2 separate regions of the Siniperca chuatsi genome follow, and region 2 is linked to region 1. A link is a contact called in public Hi-C data. All regions are on one chromosome and are shown on one strand. Each heading gives the region's core, a stretch centred on a gene start, on an enhancer-like site or on the middle of the called end of the contact. The rest is flanking DNA. Distances are from core to core; before and after follow the strand shown.

The links. A called contact is a pair of places that touch in the nucleus more often than the background predicts.
Region 2: a Hi-C map of liver shows a contact between it and region 1, with 10 times the contacts expected there. The contact joins the promoter of LOC122876603 here to the promoter of LOC122879039 in region 1. A contact is called at or near these places in 3 of 3 Hi-C or Micro-C datasets (liver, skeletal muscle and an unstated tissue).

The regions. Positions count from the first base shown.
Region 1 is chrLG1:2,912,189-2,918,130 of ASM2008510v1, forward strand. LOC122879039 (G2/mitotic-specific cyclin-B2-like) reads left to right here and starts at 3,156. Exons shown (of 9, transcript XM_044202685.1): 1 at 3,156-3,315; 2 at 3,514-3,627; 3 at 3,925-4,212; 4 at 4,292-4,450; 5 at 4,525-4,761. The coding sequence starts at 3,289. cars1 (cysteine--tRNA ligase, cytoplasmic) reads left to right here. Exons shown (of 22, transcript XM_044202607.1): 22 at 1-1,783.
Region 2 is chrLG1:3,358,353-3,364,193 of ASM2008510v1, forward strand. It overlaps LOC122876603 (CD82 antigen-like), which reads right to left and starts at 4,285. Exons shown (of 10, transcript XM_044197174.1): 1 at 3,999-4,285; 2 at 890-2,154.

The DNA of each region.
Region 1 (5,942 bases), core at 1,906-4,405:
CAAATTAAAGACATTGGGATACACCTACAGATGTGTAACAAATTAAAAGTTGAAGTGTGTTAGGAAGATGTCGTTCCACCACGAGCCTCTAGAACAGCTTCAGTGCTCCTGATTCTCCAAGTGTGTGACTCATGAACATCATCTTTCCAAGAGATAATCCCTCACTTGGTGCTTTGATGTCCAAAATCTCCCATGGGTGTTGAGTTGGGTTGAGATGTGGTGACTGTGAAGCCTCTAGCAATAAGTCCCATTAGTTTCATACTCATCAAGTTGTTTCTCCACTCATTTGGAATTGGCTGAAGGCACTAGGGCAGCAACTAACAATTGTTTTCATTATCGATTTATCAATCTGCAAATTATTTTCTCGATTAATCGTTTCGTCTATACAATTTGGAAAGAAAATAGTGAAAAATGCACGTGATACTTTCCCACAACCTAAGGAGATGTATTCAGATTGCTTGTTTTATTTGATCAACAGTCCAGAACGCAAAGATATTCATCATAAATGACAAACAAAAGCATCAAATTCTCACATCTGAGAAAGTGGAACCAGCAAATGTTTGGCACTTTTGCTCGAAAAATTACTAAAACAATCGATTATCAGATTGTTTGTGGATCGATTAGTCGACTAATTGTTGCAGCTCTAGAAGGCACCAGTTAAATAAAAATCAATATTGGACCAATACTGTTTTTACTGCCATAGTTTCACCCACTGTGGAGCTGGCATTTTTGTGAATGTTTTTTTTTTTTTTTTTTTTTTTTTTTTTTTTTCTGGGAATGTGTCACTTTATACAACCATTAAATTAGCAACTGAATAAAAAGTATCATGAACTTTTTCTTAAAATCACCTTCAGTTAGGTTAACCTGTTCATCTTAACCCTAAGCTGCCATAAAACTTTGTTTCATTCCACTGAGATTTCCCAGCTACTGTATGAAAGATCCTCTGTACTTATTAACTATATTTAAGGTAATTCAGTACTTTCTTCCACAAATTTGCATCAATCTTAAGTGTTTTTGGGTCATTCCTCATTTCAGTTACATATTTGGCAAGTTTACTGGATTTGTACAATCTTCAAGGATAAGGCTGCTGCTGTTTTTGTATTTTTGTTGTCATCAAATCCCATGAAAAGACCAAAACCAACAATGCATTACTTTCCCACCTCCCTACTCTGTCTGTGGCTCTCAGCTCCGAACCCTTTGGTTCCTACTGGAGATGCAAATCTCTCACAAATATATAGTTCTAGTTTCAAAAGGTTCAGCAAAAAAAAACAGCTGGACGCTAGTTTCTATCGAACGTTACTCAAATAGGAGGAAATACTGCATTTGTTGGGGACTATTTTCAGTGGTGGATTAATACGTATTTGGTGCTGTAGTGAGTCAATGGAGCTCTATTGCGCAGAGGAATAAGATAAATCAGACAACTCTTGTTTGTAGCATCAATTCATTGTTGGTTTTGATCTTTTCATGGGATTTGTTGACAATAATAAAAATATAGAATAATTCCAGAGTTATGATTTAAATCTGGGCTGCTGTTTTCTCATCATATTGGAAAATATAACTGCTTAAACCCTCTGTTGGTGTGAACTCTCATGGCTTGAGTGGAACCACATGAAGAGGAGCTTTTTATTATTCAACCGTCCATCAGGGTCGTATTTTTGTACTGTTTTATGTATTGCAATTTCATGGTTATGTGAAGGCATAGCTGCAGTAACGCTTTCAGAAGATGCTCAAATAAAGACCTGCTGATTTCCTGTCAAGAAATAAAATTGGTCGTCTTTGTGAACTCTTGAGACTTCAGGGATGTTTACTCTTATCCTAAACCCTCTATTGGCAAGATAATGTCATTATTGCACTGGCTGAAATAACATATTGTTTTCCTTTTTTTTTTTTTAAAGGAGCACCAGCCAATATAAATGGATGAATAGGTGTTTATTACTCAAATGTAAGAGATACAGAATGAGACTTCAAATTGGACTACAAATGGTCTTATTTTGAAATTCTGTACAGCTGTTGTCCAGATAGATTTATACTGATGCAGCCATTTAGTGATTTTACGGCACAATCTCAATAAAAGCTTAAACAGGAGGACGAATGATGTATTTTTTAATGGCCTGTGTTCCCCTCTAAGTTGATAGGAAACAGTGAGCTGTGGGTTTAGGGCCTGGTTAATGGAAAACGTTCGTGCAGGTCTGATATTTCTTAAAAGCCACAGCACAGCTTGTTCTGGATGTTGGCAGCTAGTTTTGAAGTGGCTTACTAAGACTGTGAATAAAATATTAGGCCATCAGTTTGACCAGACGTAAATGGACAATACAATTTATATGTGAGAGGTTTATTTATTCCAAACACGGTTGTGTGTTTTTTCAGTCGTACCACAGAAATGCAGTTCAGTGGTCTTTGGTACAGTATGCAGTACAGATGTGGTGTTTTCCTCGTTTCAGAGCTGATGGACCCAGAAGACACAGAAGCAACTTTCCTCTGTAACTTAAAAACCGCAGGAGTTGGCCGGTTATAAACTTATTTATTTAATCCTCTTTGTCCTGTGAGACATAATGAGCTCCATAATAATAATAATAATAATAATAATAATTATGGTTATAAAACATTCTAATAATTGCACAATAAAACAGGAATTAATAAAAGAATGAATTAACCCATCAATAAATTGATTAGGTATTTAGGTAGTTGGCATTTAAATGGGAAATAAAAGCAGAATTATAAAAAGAATGTACAGTAATATAAATGAGTACAGTTTTAAAAAGATCTGGGATCATCTACATTTTACTTTAAATATTTTTCTTCCTTATTTAATGGCCATTTAGCACAAACAAGCAATTACTTTGTGCTGAAGTCGTTAATAGAGATCAATATCACCGATCATACAGCCCACGTGCTGTAAGCATCATGACCTGGGTATCGGGATCAATCATAGACTGTATAAAAGAATCAATGAAAACATTATAAAATACATCGTGGCTAGTATTTAATTCATAATAATTTAACATTATTATTATCATCATTATTCTTGTGATTATTATGATTCGATTTTTAAAGCCCGTAAATCGTACCTTTGACTTCCGGCTGTCGGCCAATCAGGAGCGTCTTACTAAAGCTGCAACCAATCAGATTTGTCGGAGCGCTATTTGAAAGCTGCTCGTCTCCGTGTTGTTTACCTGCAGAAGTCGGTGTGCACGGGTCTTGTCGGTAAACTGCGCTGCTTGGTGCTAAAATAAATCGTCGTTTCTTTTTTTAAGTCCCAGTTTGGCCTCGTTGCTGCCGACGTTAAACATGTTGTCTGTGGAAGTTCGTGCTGTGGTGAGTAAACAGAAATTATTTCGCTGTTTTACTGCGTTTAGCTGTTAGCTTCGCTAGCTAGCATCGTTAGCTAACACTACCGTCTGCTGCCTGCTCGGCTTTTTGTTCGCATGTGCTTCTTTTATAATGTAACTTTACGCCGGGCAGCGTTTCCTAAGCTTCTCCAGAGTGTCTGAGCCGTGTGTCCTTCTGCTTCAGCAGCTCCCAGCCGCAGAGAACCCGCTGAAGGTGGGTAAACCCGCGGCTGCAGGTCTGAGGAGAGCCGCTCTCGGAGAGATTACCAACTTTCCTCCAGCAGCAGGCAACACAAAGGTAACTCTACTATGGAGCAACAACAGTTTGTTGTCTCACTTGTAATCAGCGCTGTGAGCCTCAAGAACCCGAGACAAGCTACACTACATGGCCAAAAGTATATGGACAGCCTTGTCCACAAAGCCAGACCTGTGATGTTCAACAATCACATGTTTGACAGTTCATCAGGCCATGTAGTGCACAAAGACTGCTGCAGTTGGACTAAAGTAACTTATAAAGTTAAACACGTTGCATTATCTTTCAAAACTCAATAAACCTCAGTTTATGAATAAAACTGCATTTGACTTATTTCCTCAGAGGCTGGGACGAGCCAAAGCATCAGCCAAGCCACTGTGTGCCCAAAAAGCTAAACCCGCTGAGGGCCAGGTGGTGCATCCAGTAGTCCAGGTCCAAGCACCCGCAGATCGCCTCCCCCCAGTTTCAGAGGAGTCGGCTGACGTGTCCATGAAGGAGGAGGAGGAGCTGTGCCAGGCTTTCTCTGAGGCGCTGCTCACGGTGCAGGACGTCGACGAGGAGGACGCAGACCTGCCGCAGCTCTGCTCACAATATGTCAAAGATATCTATAATTATCTACACGTCCTGGAGGTAATCTACTCCCTCCGTCAGCCAAACTCTCTGCGCTCACCCTGCATCGCTTTGTATCCATCACTGTCTGTTTCCACAGGTGCAGCAGGCCGTACGAGCCAACTACATGCAGGGTTATGAAATCACTGAACGCATGCGAGCTCTTCTGATCGACTGGCTGGTCCAGGTTCACTCCAGGTTCCAGCTGCTGCAGGAGACTCTGTACCTCACAGTTGCCATCCTGGATCGTTTTCTCCAGGTAAGAAACCTCTAAATATTCTCTCTTTGTGTGTTTTTGTGAACGGAGTTTAAACGTCTCCCGCTGTGCTGCAGGTCCAGCCGGTCTCTCGCAGAAAGCTGCAGCTCGTTGGTGTGACTGCCATGCTGGTGGCCTGTAAATACGAGGAGATGTACGCTCCAGAGGTCGGAGACTTCGCCTACATCACAGACAACGCATTTACCAAGTCTCAGATCCTGGAGATGGAGCAGGTGGTTTTGAGGAGCCTCAATTTTCAGCTGGGACGTCCTCTTCCATTACACTTCCTCAGACGGGCTTCCAAGGTGGCTAATGTGAGTTTTTGTATGGATTTGCTGTAGGGATGTAACTTATTCCTGTTGAGACTTGTATTTATCAAGCTTATATTAACCAAAAGTGTAAAAATCTGTTCATCAGTTTTAGCACAAACTGCAATAAGCACCTGTTGCATCCATCAGAGCGGCAACAAAGATTGTGCTCAAATGTTCAGATGAGAACTTTTCCCACTTTTGTGCAAAAGAGTCGCTCTTACCCGTTCAACTTTTATTTAAATCTCGAGGAATCGTTCAGGGCGTGCCGTCATTTTAAACGATGAGAATACACGAGATAATTACAGAAAAAACAGAATTACTGAAAAAAACGGACAGCAACAGAATAGTTTGCACTAAACTGTAATTGTGTTTAGAGTAGTTTGTAATCATGGTTTTAACTTGACCTGTACAAAAGTGAGTGTAAAGTGTAGAGCACAAAAACTAAAAGCAGTTTTCCCAAATGTAGCTTTTGCACATGGAGCATCAACAATCACTAGATGGCGTCAAATGACTGTGGGACCAGTTTAATAAGGAAGTAATATATAATGGCAAGTTGCCATTAAGGGCTTTATAAATAAATAGAAACAGTGTCTGTCGCGTCTGTTAGATGTCAACACAACCTTTTCATACAAGATGCAATGAGTAGAGTAACTGTCACCAGTAATAAACTGAATCTAGCGGTTTAAGAGTGGAGGCAGAGGCGTGTCGATAGATAACATCACCATAGTTGAAGACGGCTCAGTGTCAATGTGAAATTTAAATGTAACATTTTGATCCAGTCAGATCCCAAGATAGTTGTACCCTGAAACCCTGCATAGTATCTGCAAAACAATACAGAACTTTATCATTTGCATAAAGATGGGCATTACAGTTTGTTATGGCGGATGTAATATTGAGAGAAATTGTGAACAAAACAGGACCCAAACTTGAACCCTGTGGAACCCCATGTGACTGTGGTAGAAATACAGAACTATCACTTCCCAAAATCAACATATACGTCTTCATATTTTGTATTAACAAATACAAATGTTCTTAAAAGTCAGATCAGCAGTCCACATTTGTAGGTAACACGCACTGTAACCAAGATGATGGGTTGGAGTACAGTGCAATAAAACAGGTAGTTTGTGCAGAAATGTTTTGTCTCTTGCAATTTATTAAATAACAGCAATTTTGCGTGACATCGT
Region 2 (5,841 bases), core at 3,035-5,534, 450 kb after region 1:
AGACAGTTTAAAGAAAATAAAACCCCGGTAAAATCAGGAAAGGCTCTCCGATAAAAGTTTTAAGAAGGGACTTAAAGGAGGCTCAGCCGACCTGACGCCCTTGGGCCGGCTGCCCCAGAGCCTCGGGGCCCGGACTGAAAACGCTCGGCCCCCTTCAGTTTTCAGCCGGGTCTCTGGAACAGACTAAAGACCTCGGCCCGAGGATCTCAAAGTACGTGCCAGCGCGCACGGTGCTACCAGGTCAGAGATGCAGCAGGGAGAGAGGCCACGAGGAGCCTTAAAAGTAAATCAGTGAAACCTTAAAATCTAAAAAAAAAAAACAGACTGGGAGCCGGTGTAAAGAGGCTCAAACAGGAGCGATGCGATCACGTTTCTTGGTTCTGGTTAAAAGCCCGGCAGCCGAGTTCTAGTGTGCAGGATGTTTTCTGATCCGGTCTACAAGACCTTCTGGAGCGCAGGAACTCGCCTGCTGGCATTTAAAGAATTACTTAAACCGTTCGTCGACTGCCATCGACGCCGTCGCAGATTAATTTCCTGCCCGCCAACTAATCGATTAAAATCGACCGATGGCTCCAGCTCCAGTTTCAGCGGCGTGACGGTCCGACCTGACAAACTACCAACTCGCAGAAATCCATTCGCCAGTTTTCTTCAGATTTGCTGCTCACAGACAAACAAATCGATCAGTGGATTTTAGGGCCGAGTACTGAACCGCAATCGTCTTTTGGTACCGACCGAACTGTAAATAATCAAAAACTGTCAATTACCAAAAGTTGGGGCCGAATATCTGGTCAGACTGTTTATTTATTCTTCTTTTGTTGACTGTTTCTCAAAGTAAGGTACCATAATGTGTTTTGTTTGAGGATATTCACCAGCTTAGTTCATAACTAACCTTTCAGCAGACAGCAACGACCTTCAGTTAGTGAGCAGAGCCCGACTCCAGTCCTCCGTGCTGTTTGCTGTGGAGCAGAAACGTGAGCAGCTCGTTCAAACCCTTAATTACCTTCGGGGAACTGCTACCGAACAGGGCGAACAGGTTGTGGACTCGTGCGTCGCTGTGGGCGAGTCTCTGCTAGACAACAAGCAGAGCTGGTTTCCAGTCGGCTGTGGTGGAAAGTAACTAAGAACATTTACTCAAGTACTGAAGTTGTACTTTACTTGAGTATTTCCGTTTTATGCTGGTTTATACTTCTACTCCGCTACACCTCAGAAGCAGATCCTGTCCTTTTTGGTGTCTGGCGGCTTGTGCCAGGACGACCGGTTACTCAGTCAAAGTATTTATGGTGAATAATAAATAATATGCCATACCTATGCACGCGACGTGAGTTTTATTTGATGGTATGTGTGGTCGCGTTCTACTAAAACATCAAACACGCCAAAAACAATACAAGTATTGTCTGGTTAGTTTTCTGTTATGGATTAGTCAGACTGGCCATGGTAGCTAGGCTAGCAATAGCTAAAGCTAGCTCTGATATTAGCATTAGTAATCTAAAATGACTTTAAAGTAATTTATATATCCTCGTAAACACACAACAGTCCCACTCAGCTCTGGAAGTTTGACTGCATGGATTTATTTTCAGCGATGGAGGTTTCCCTCCTCTCCGGCTTCAGTTAAGGGAACGATCAGCTGATTGACAGACGCCACTATGTTGATAAGTGATTAATGGTTTAAGTCACTTTTTCCAAACCTGTCACTTTATTCTTTATTCGGATCCGCATCAGCTTCCACAAAGCGGTCGCTGGTCTTCCCGAGTCCACGCAAAAAACAAGTCACGATAGAAACAAACCATTTTTAAAAACCACACAGAAAAAAGGCAGAAGAAGCCGTAACGTCACAAGAAATTAAGTGAAATGACTCAGTTGAAGCAACAGAAGCTTGCAATGGAAACAAAAACAAAACAAATACAAACTATTGAGAAGTTTTTTGTAGGATTTGCTGCTCGTCCGTTTTAAAATCATTACAAACTGAATATCTTCGGGTCTTCGACTGTCGGTCGAACAAAACAAGACATCCGACATACTTCAGGAAACTGCATTCGGCATTTTCTCCCTGTTGTCTGACCGGAGCTGCACCGATAAATCAACCAGGCGATGTTAGCTTACTGGAGATATACTGCATCTGCGTGTTCTGCCTGTCGGCTGATCAGTCACGAGGAACTGCGGTAGAGAAATGCCAAATTAAAATTTGATAAAAAAAAAAACGATGAATCTTTTTAAGTTTTCAAGCCAAAACGTGAGATGTTTCCAGCTTCTCAAATGTGAAAAAGGTGCGCGACTGTCCTCCAGAGACGACAGAATCAGCAAAACGCCACAAAACCACGCGTTTACGCTCAGGTGGTTAGTTACGACGGGAGCAGAGGAGGAAGTCGGGCGACGTTCCTGCGGAGCGAAGAGGTCCAGGTGGACGGATCGGCCGAAGAAACGCGGGACTCGAACGCCGGAGGCCGCCGTTTGTTTCCTGCTTCTAACCAGCAGCGTTTTTAAGCAAACTTAACTAGCTATTTCAACAAAAATCACAACGCTTTGGTTCGGTTTAGGCACAGAACGACTTGGTTAGCTTCAGAGAAAGAGCATAAAACCGACGCGCGTCTCGTTAACAGCGAGTCGTAAACGGCTTTTGAGCGACGTCGTCCCGCTGAGAGGCGTCAGATCAGAAAACGCGCGCGTGTCGTTGGACGGACGACGGATTTCGTCGTCTAATTTGGACGGTTTGTCAACTGAAGCTCGTTGGGTTTGATTTGCAGACGGCAGCTTGAGCTCGGGGAAACCGCGTTGGGCCTCTTCGCTATTTTATGACACGCTGCTACTAATCACGTGTCACTCTCGCCTTGTAATTTGAGTTCAAATGTCTAGTTTCTGTTTTTAATTCTTTACTTTCTGTTCATCTTTTCTAATTTCTGTCCTCGTGCTGCAGAGTTTCCCCTCTGGGGATCAATGAAGCCTCACCAACAATAAACTGATTAATGAATAATTAACATCATCATTAGTTGTAGCTTCACCAGCCTGACAGTCCTGCAGTCCACTTTTCATTTGCTCGTTTGGACGTTTCTGTGAAGCGGCTCTTTAACGTTGAAGTTTAGGGAGTTTTAGTGTCTCGTGACGGTTTGAATCAGAGCAGCAGCCAGAAGCATTTCTGCAAACCATGTTTACTTTTCACGCTGTCCTCTAATCTGGTCAAATGTGGGCTCGTTTTACCTCTTCGGGCCTCTGAAATTAAAATAAAAAAAAAAGACAAATACTACACTGTGCCACAACCAGGGGACACAAGCAGCCAGCGAGGAGGCGTCTCGAGCGGACACGGTTTTGTTTTAAGGGGTCAGAGCACAAAAAGGTTGGCAGCCTCTGGTCTGAATGCTGTTTCGCCCACATGGGAGTAAAACTCCTGACTCCTTTAAACTTTCAGGACGTGAAAACGGTGAAAAGCTGGCTTAAAATACTGGACACTGAGTGGATCAGCTGTGTCTGATATCTTATCAAACAAACTGTGCGCATCTACAAAGTCCAGTTTTGGGGCAAAGTCCGCCAGAGATGATCAACTTTACTATCATTTTCTCTTTGCAGCTGTTTGTGTCTCGCAAAGCTTTAAATAAAGTTAGTCAAGTTCTGACAAACTTTGGAGTTAATCACATTTTGTTTTGTTTTAGCCTCTAAAAAGGACAAAAGGTACCTGAGTGAGGTGTAAAAGGTGAGTGTTTGAGTCAAAGTGGTCTGATGGTGAAGCTCTCCGTTGTGTCAAATACATAAATCATCCTCTCGCGCGCCACATCATCAGTCCCGCTCACTTCACGAAATTCAGAAAGCAGCGTCCAAAACGTGGCCCTTCTACACAAAGTATCGATCAATCGATGATTGATACGAAACCCGATCGCCCGCGCAGCCACACACACGCCTCGTGCTCTCACACACACACACACACACACACACACACACACACAAAACAGAAAAGAAAAGCTTGGAGTTAAGAGAAGCAGCAGTTTCCGTTTCCAGACAGGTCTACTCACGTGTTTTTAGCGTTTGAACCGCGGAGAGAGGTGCTGTCGGAGCGGTGCGGGTCCCGTGCGGGTCCTGTGCGGGTCCTGAGCGCGCTGTGAGCGGACTGGGAGCGGACTGAGTGACCTCCTGCTCGACGGGACCAACAAAGCAGCAGCAGCGAGTCTGCAAAGCGAGTCTGCAGAGCAGTCCTCCGGTCCCCACCGTGTGGCAGATATGGGAATTAACGAGCCTTTAACCCCTAAATCCCCGCAGAGCCCGCAGAGCCCGCACCTCCACCCGCAGCAGCAGCACGCCCGTTCTGCACAATCTGAGGTGCTTTGAGGTACTTCAGAGGGAAATGTACCTTTTTACTTCACTGCATTTATCTGATAACTTCAGTTACTTTACAAATTAAGATTTTTAAATAAAAAAAAAACACAAAATGTGATGTTTTATACAAGTGCAGCAGAAAGGATTAGTCGACTAATCAATTAGTTTGATTGACAGCAAATTAATTGGCAACTATTTTGATAATCATTTGAGAGATTTGCTGCTTTTCCTTTTTAATTTTTTTTTTTTTATAATTTAAATGTCACTTTGGGCTCTGGGTCGTTTCTCACCGTTTTCACAAGTTTTACAAACCGAACGATCGATCGATCGATGGAGAAAATAATCAGCAGATGGATCCAGAATGAAAATATTCATCAGCTGCAGCAGCAACATCCTGCTTTACATTAATGCACGAGGAATAATAACCTGATGACAGAATATATAACAGCACAGCAGCCACAGGGACGCTGCACTGCTTTAATACTTTAAGTACGTTTTCCTGATTATACTCACAGACTTTTTCTTGTGGATTTTCACAGTGTGTATTAGTACTTTTACTTAAAGTAAAGGATCTGAATACTTCCTCTGTTCTGCAACAACGAACGTGTGTAGAGGGGATGCAGTTAACCCACCGAAGAGTATTATTATTATTATTATTATTATTATTATTAGGCCAAATTATTTTATGGACTGGCCTGCCTTTTTTATCAGATACATTAATGACAAGAACCACCGTATAAATTATCAGAAATCACAACACACAACGCCAAAACTGCCATAAGGATATATATTTAGCTTGTTAGCATACTGACGTTAGCGTTTAGCTCAAAGCTAATGTACAGAGTCAGTATGGCTGCAGACTGTACCGTGTGAAATGTTACATATAAAGTAATTATACATGTTACACACTGCTGTCAAGTACAGCTCAAACTATATTTTCAGACATTCATGTTCCCCTCAGGATGAACTGTGTCCGACACGTTGGTTTATGACCAAATACCTGAAAAAACTAATCGGCCTCAGGTGTGTTTGGTGCTAATTAGCTAATGTTAGCATGCTAACATGCTAAACTAAGATGGTGAACATTACACCAGCTAAATATCAGCATGTTAGCATGTAGCTCACTGCGCCGCTGTGTACAGCCTCGCACACGGCTGCAGACTCTTTGCCTGGTCAGTCTTTTTAATTTATTTAAGTTAACTGCTAAATTATATCGTCTGTAAATGTTATTTAATTGTTAAGTTTTAAGTCTGAATGATGATGCGAGGCCCTCTCCACACTTATTTAGGCGGGGGAAATAATCCCTTATTTATTTATTGGTCTAAAAGTAGTCAAATTTAAATATAGCCTACTAAATAAAATAAAATAAAAAATACTGGAATAAGCCAATAAAATAGTTTAACAGTAGACTGTAAGCTCGCCGCAGGTCGCTAAAAGTCTTTGCAGAAAGAAATAAAGGCATGGCCTCAGTCTTGGTAGCTGTGGTAATGTTCCTGCTCCAGTGCTCAGCACCATTCAGTCTGTGTGGAGGAGGAGGAGGAG